Regions from separate parts of the Gossypium hirsutum genome. Here region 2 is linked to region 1. A link is a contact called in public Hi-C data. All regions are on one chromosome and are shown on one strand. Each heading gives the region's core, a stretch centred on a gene start, on an enhancer-like site or on the middle of the called end of the contact. The rest is flanking DNA. Distances are from core to core; before and after follow the strand shown.

Region 1 (3,879 bases), core at 657-3,156:
TTTTGTGGTGGGAGCAATTTTAAAACCCAAGCTTTATTTTCCTTTTTACATTAGCTTTGGTTGTGAAAGGGAAAAGAGAGAAAAAAAAAAGAAGGGAGAATAATTAGAGAAGGAAAATAAAGAAATAAAAGGAAAGGAATTAAATTTCTCAAAATGATAAAAGTATAGGGACTATTTGTAAAAATTGACCTATTTTTTTTTAGAATGATGATATAATTTGTTACGTTAAATTGTCGTTACACTATTAACGATAATTAATGGTTCAATGATCAAAATGTAACAAATCTATACATTAATGACTAACTCGTAACTTTTTAAAATGTGATAATTAAAATGTGGAGTGTGCCTCATATTTAAAATATAGATTGTGATAATCTATACCATGTACTATCTCATTGTTTATATTGATAGATCCCAACATAAAATATAATTTAAATAACTTACCCAAAAATTTAAAAAATGTCCAAATTCAAAAGTTAAATTGATATAATACTTGGTTGTGGACATAATGAGTTAAATGAATCTATTTAGTTATAATAATGTTAAATGTTAATTTTTTTTAATATTAAATAAGTAATAAACATTATAAATAAGCATTATTTCGTTTTAATAATTTTTTTTTTGAAAATTTTGTAATCATTGGCAATGAAGCTTATTTAATATGTAAAACAATAAAAATATATATTAATTCAAAATTATATATTTTTAAAATATTTTTTTCTTTTCATTTTTCAGTTTTATCAACCAATTTTTTTTTTATTTTTTGAATTTTTTATATCTTTGTATTTTTATTTTTTTATTTTTATAAATTTTAATTTATTTGTTGATGTGATATATAAAACAAGTGATGTTATGTTAGCATGACGTGCTCACAAACTGCCATGTGAGTTAGCAAGCCAACAACATTAAAAATTTATGTTTTAGTCATCATTTCCGTTAAAAAAATAATTTGACTCTTTTTTTTTTCGGAGAGTTGATAATTGATTGTATGTGATGTTATTTGGGTGAATAATGATAACAAGTTTAATTTATCCATTGGAGTTGCAATTACTGATTGTGAAAAAGTAGATTAAACTTTAATCAATAGGTTATTAGACTGATGATTGAATAAATCATTCTTTTGGTAATACTCTTTAGAGTAAGGTTGTTTTCTGAATTACGTTAAAAAAATATTGCGTCCATCTTCTTTCTCTATCTTATCTACCTACTACTTTATTATATAATCTTGTTCAAAATTGTGTTCAAATATTTGTCGGGACAATAAGTTGGGACAGAGGGCAAATAAGTTGCTTTTTCAATTGTCAACTTCTTTATTAAAATTCCTTTAGAAATTTGACACCTACATGAGTTGAGTTCTTGTTTCATCACATCAATAAGGGGAATCGTGAGAAGTTGTCAACAATACGTCTACACCCATCTATGTTAAGCTTCAACTAATGTCTTTTCATCATCACGAAATGATTAGACAATAGATTTTATACATATTATTCAAAAAACAAACTCAACATCTATGAAAATCGAAATAATTGTAAAATAAAACATATTTTTAAATATTTTCCCTATATTAAAATTGATAAAAGTTTTAATTTAACAAGAAGCAGTCTTAATTCAACGTGAAGTTTTACTATTTATATGATTGTTGTATGATGATTGTCTTAAAATATATTTTTTTTAACAAGTTCCTTTCCAATTTATAAATAAGAAAATAATGCGCTTCAATGCACTCGAATTTATATATTCTTACATTGATAACAATACTCATATAATCAAATTTAGACTCAATCAGTGAAAATAATTTAATTTTTATATGAAAAGATTTTAAATTTAAATTAAGGTGAAGAAAAGATTTGAAAAGGTCAAGCCGCATTTAGTTTCCAAGAGACAGCATATCAATGTCACGTACAATTTTGGACAAAGGAATGGCTAAGAAATTTGATTGGGCTTCCAATTGGATAAGATCCTGAGCTGTACAAACTTCTACATCGGTTTGATTATTTATTATTTGTTAAAGTCAAGGTGGGTTTTGATGGAATGTAGGATAACATGAGTATGTTTAGTTTATTTTTTATCTTATGTTATAATATTATTATAGTATTTAATTTTATTGTTATTGTTGTTTTTACATTAATCTTAAGTAATTATATTGTCCATCTAAATTCACAACTAATTTTTAAACTAATGTAAAAATCAGATTTATCGGTAAAAAAAAGTTTTACAATTTAATTTTCAATCTTAATTTTCATGAATACGAAGGTCTATTTTATTATTCCATTTTTCTTTCTTTTTAATTTTCAATCTTAATTTTCATGAATACGGAGGTCCATTTTATTATTCCATTTTTCTTTCTTTCTTATTCTATATATTTTTATATATTATATATGTAAAAGAATTCATTTATAGAAAATTATATATTTTAATAATAATATTTATTATTTTTTTTAAAGTTAATATTTTATTAATTAAATTGTTGCTCAATTAACTCAAGAAACAAATTTAATTAATGACTTAACAATTATACAAGTACAAATAATAAACTTTGACTATAAGATGTTTTTTCAACAAAAGAAACTCTTAGTGAGTGTTTTTGGTTTAAAAATGTAACATTTTTGAGGATAATGTGAGATTCCGACATAATATTTCCTCAGTTATTGATCTTAAATTTAAATATTGTCAACATTCTAAAATATAAGAATAATCTTAATACCATCTCTTAGTAATATAACATTTTTGACAATTTTATTCTTATTTTCATTTTTTTAATTCTTTTTACTTAAATCAAAATGAAATAATAATAATGATAATAATTTCTTTCAAAAACAATAATAATAATGTTGACAACAACAACTTTATGAATTAATTTCTCCAGTTATTTGATATATTTTCAGATAACATTTTAATAATATATTTGTTTATTATTATAAGTTTGAGGAAAATTAATATTTAGTATATTATATATATATATATTTTACATTTTGCCTAAAATATTAGTTGTATAAAAATTTTACGAATATTTTAATAACATGTTTTAAAAAATATATATAAATTTATTATTTCTTTGTCTTGTTATTTTGCGAGAGTTGTAGATTTAGTCATTATACTTTATTTAATCAATTTTAGTCTTTATATTTTTCAAATATTAGCCCTAATCCAAACAAAACTCAATCAATTAAATTGAATTACTAGTCATTTACTATGCATATAATTGTAGATTTAGTCTGTATTCTCCAATTGGATCATTCTAAGTTCCTATACTTTTTAAAGTTTGAAAGTTCAATATTGATGCAAATGATGATCGTTAATTCATTAACTAGTTTTTTTTAGTAATATGTGAAAATAACAAACTGGATTGACATTACATATATAATAACATGTTTGTAGAGTCAGATTTAGGAAATATCATAACTTAATTGAATGAATTCTATAGTTTTCGCTTGATGAGGACTGGAATGTTAAACTTTAAAAAAGTATAAAAACTAAAAATAACCAAATTAAAAATGCAAAAATTAAAAGGGACTAATAATAGAATTTAACCTATTTTTATCCTATTTGAATTGCATTATGTTGAAATAAAATACTAGATTCTCTCGCTGCGTTTCGAAAAATTAAATAAAATTTCAAACATTTTATTTATATTAATTTATGATAGATTCGTATAAAGATCTAATTTCTATACAACAAATTATGTAAGATATAGATTGAAACGAAACATAATATAAAAAATATGATATTAATTAGAGCATCACACTTCACAAAAAATAATACAAATATATGCAAGATTTAATATAAACAACACCCACGCCCATATAAGAAGCAAACATATCGCTATGGCAAACAATACAAAGTATGTAATGAGTTATGATATAATAAATACATAAATTA
Region 2 (4,180 bases), core at 737-3,236, 54 kb before region 1:
CATGTGTTACAAAAAAATTTAGAATAAAAAGCAAACTTTTTAATGAATGAAAACCTAAGATTGTAAAAATGGGATTTAAAAAATAATAAAATTGTTAAAATTGAAACTCAATTTAATATTTTTTTAACATCGATGGCTACGTATCTTAAAAGTCTAGGGTCTTGATAGATGGACATTTATTTTTAGTATAGTGGTTTAACCTCTCTCTTTTTTATCTTATACTATAATATTATTACAGTCTCTACCATTATTATTATCGTTATTTTTACACTAATCACAACTAAATAGACCACTCAATCTAAAATTGCCCTTATACTATAATCTCAAAATCAATAATAAATAAACGATAAAATTCCAAGATCATTTATGATTGAAAATATCATCAAATGAACCAAACACTAAAATCACATGGTCGGAAAAAAATTGAATTTTCTACACTTATATCAAAAAGGAAAAAAAACAAACTGTCATGTCAATTAAAATAAAAATAAAAAGTAAAAGAATTTATATTTTTAATGAAATAATACATATTTAAATCTCGAAGAAAAGTATAGCATGAAACTCGAATATAGATTATAAAACTAATATAGAAGATACTCAAAAATTAAAATAATTATAAAAGTATAAAAAGCTTAGTTATTTTTATATTAATACAAGTGGATCATTCTTTGTGTATGTACATATATACTTGTACAATATATAATGTATTTAAATGAATTGCTGTCATGAGATAATTTTACAAAAATAAATTATTCAAAATAATACAAAATAAATACACGGGATAAATGTGTCTTCACCTTTAGTCGTTATAATTAAAAGGTGAAGTTATGCTATTAGACTTCTTACTTTGCGCAAGTTGTAGATTTAGCACATGTATTTTAATTTGATCATTTTTAATCCCTCTATTTTTAGAATTTGAAAATTTTAGTCTTATTCAAATGATAGCTATTAAATTCATTAAGTGAAGTTCTGATATTTTTTAAAATTTAATGTGTCAAACATATTATCACATGTTTAATGCTATGTCTGCTTGTTATTTTCACAAATTACTTACAAAAAAATAACAATTAATAGATTTAACAAGTAACATTTGCATTAATACTAAAATTTTAAAATTCAAACAATATAACCACTAAGAATGACCCAATTGATGAACGAGGACAAATTTATTACTTTAAGCATAATACATAACTAATAACATAATTTAATCGAATAAATTTAACTATTATCATTGGATTAGGATTAAAATTGACTAAATTAAAATACATATACTAAATCCATAATTTACACAAATATAAGATCTAATAGTAGAATTTTACCTAATTTTGGACTAAATCAAGACTTAATATTAATAAATAAATCAAAATTTGGAATTCAATCAAACATATTATTATTATTATTATTATAAATATTTATTTATTAAATTATTAGCATGGGGCATAAGTTGTTATATTGGTCACTGATATGGTGAACGTTAGGTAAAGTAAGGTTGAGTGGATTAAATCATAGCCACCTCTTTATTTGAAGATTATTAATAATTAGTTTCAATTGTTGCCGGAGACTTTGTAGCAGTCATAGTACAATGCTATTAGCAGCCAACGCCGACCTCTTTTCCTCGGGATTTAAACCAATTTGTAGAAACTCCAAAGCTACAGTCTTCACTCAATTAATCGAATTTAATTAAATTTTTTAAAAATTATTCGAATTCAAATATTTCGTAATTAAATTTTATATATTTTTATTTTTAATTTTAATTTTTATATAAAAATAAATAAATTAATAATGTTCATTTGATTGAATTAATCAAATTAAAATTACATATAATTTATATTTTTAATTATTAAATTCAAGATTAATTATTTAATTTGAATAATTTTAATCTTAACTATAATGGTAACTGAACCGACCAGAGTGATCCATCCATCACCCTCTTTAAACCAATCAAAATATGTATATTTTTATCTTTACCTTTTTTAAATACTTATTTGTTTGCTTATTTATTAAAAATAATTATATAGAGATATTGATTGATGGTGAGGCGGTGGCCAGTGGGTGGATGTTCCATCAAGATTGACACTTGGCCAATCTCTCCACTGCTATTTTTTCACATGTTCGAAAAGCCAGACATGTCAATTCGTCTTCTTTCAATTTTGTTTTTGTTTTTCTTCTGATTTTAATTGCATTTCAATATCATTAACCCTCTCAAATGTAGTTACATAAATTGGAATAAATTTAGACACTTAAATTATACTAAATTTAAGTTAAATATTCACATTTGGTCTTAAATTTGAAATCTTAGATTGATGGTGTTGGTGACTTGGGAGTTCTGATAGGAATGGGAAAGGGCCGTAGGGTGTTTGTGACTTGGAAGTTGTGATAGGAATCCGAAAGGGCCGTAAAACTATCTCCTTTTGTTCATTAAGGTTTGGGTTTTCTCTTCTTCTTTCTTCTTTTTCTTCTTCTTTTTTTAACTATATTTTGAATATGAATGTCAAATTTTTCATGGAATTATCAAGGTTGTGTTGGTATAAAATTTTAGTATATTTTTTGTGAATATAATTTGAAGTATAAATCGGATATCGTCAATCTACTAAAGACTAGAGTTAGTTGTACAAAAGCTTATAACATCATTGTCAAATTGGATTTCCATTTTTCTCACCGAGTGGAAGCAATTGGTTTTTCAGGGGGAATCTGGGTAGGTTGGAAGGACTCGGTTAGAGTTGAGGTAATTCACAGACATTCACAACTTATTCTGGTTCGGATCCTTGGTCATTTTCTTTGTCAACCTATCTTCATTGTTTTTGTTTATGGCAGTCCTGATAGAAAAAAATCGAAATTACTCTAGGAAGGGTTAAATGCTACTGTTCCTTTGAGGGCTACTCTTTAGCTCGCTATTGGGGGTTTCAATGCCATCTTGCCCGATAGTGAAAAGAAAGAGAGATGGCTTAGAGGAAGAAGGTACTCTCTTTTAGGTTATTTTATGGATTTTTTCGTTTTGCAAAATTTGGGCTTTAGAGGCCTACCCTTCACTCGGTGTAGAGGGGGGACTTTTGAGAGGTTGGATAGAGTTATTGGGAATGATGCTTAACTGAATATGTTCTTTAATAGTTTGATTACTCATCTTCAAAGGCTTAAGTCTAATCATAGACCACTTTTCTTATCCTTGAGACCAGATCTTATAACTTCCAAGGAGAGACCTTTTAGATTTTTAGTTGGATGGTTGGAGCATCCGAGGTTTCTGGAATTTGTTAAAGATCAATGGGATTTCATTGAAAATTTGGCAGAATCCCTCTCCCATATTTCAAGTTATCTAAAGTAGTCGAATACAACTGTTTATGGACACATTGGAACTCGTAAAAGGTATCTGTTGAACAAGTTGTCTAGTATTTAAAGAAAGATGGAGTTAATTGATTCTAGTATGCTAATTTAGTTTGGGTTGGAGACTCGTGAAGAGCTGGAAAGTGTTATTCACCATGAGGAGCTTCTTTGGAAGCAGAAGTCTAGATGCGAGTGGCTAAATTTTGGGGACCAAAACACCAAGTGTTTCCACTATCGGACTTTTCAAAGAAGGAAATAGAATCGTATTACTGCTTTGAATGGAGAAAATGGTGAATAGATTTATTATGTTGAAGCCCTTCAACTTGAAGTCATCAATTTTTTCCAAAAGTTATACGACAAGCAACTTAAACCCATGAGAAACTTGCTTCCAAGCTCCTTTTCAAACCTTGAAAATTGTGATATTCAATTTCTAGGAAAAAAAGTGAGAAATGATGAAATAAGAGCAACACTTTTTGATATGGCCCCTTTGAAGGCACTGAGAAGTGATGGTTTTCAAACATTGTTCTTCCATAATCAGTAGGACTTAGTTGGATTGAGAATCTGTGAGTGGGTTAAATTGTGTTTTGCTAGTAAGGGTATTGTGCTAGTCCTCATTCCTAAAATTCATTGTCCTAAGAACTTCTTTCAATTTCGCCTTATTAGTCTATGTTCGGTGATGTATAAATTGGTGATGAAGGTTATTGTTAATCGGTTTAAAATGGTGTTTCCTAATGTCATTGGCCAGGAACATGTAGGTTTTATTACATGACGTAATATTATCGATAAGATCCTTATTACTCAATAGGTCATTTACTCAATAAGAAGCAATCATAGGAACAATAATTGGATAGTTGTCAAAATT

The links. A called contact is a pair of places that touch in the nucleus more often than the background predicts.
Region 2: a contact with region 1 is called in a Hi-C map of leaf, with 2.5 times the contacts expected there. The contact joins two enhancer-like sites. A contact is called at or near these places in 4 of 34 Hi-C or Micro-C datasets (fibers and leaf).

The regions. Positions count from the first base shown.
Region 1 is chrA06:7,652,733-7,656,611 of Gossypium_hirsutum_v2.1, reverse strand. No RefSeq gene overlaps it. Among protein-coding and RNA genes, the nearest start is that of LOC107962525, 3.4 kb to the right of the region's middle. Within about 2 kb of position 1,906, at least 2 of the 9 cell types and tissues checked have an H3K27ac peak or open chromatin away from gene starts, as enhancers often do. A contact at or near this core is called in leaf, where this site is marked.
Region 2 is chrA06:7,706,482-7,710,661 of Gossypium_hirsutum_v2.1, reverse strand. No RefSeq gene overlaps it. Among protein-coding and RNA genes, the nearest start is that of LOC107962526, 17 kb to the left of the region's middle. Within about 2 kb of position 1,986, at least 2 of the 9 cell types and tissues checked have an H3K27ac peak or open chromatin away from gene starts, as enhancers often do. A contact at or near this core is called in leaf, where this site is marked.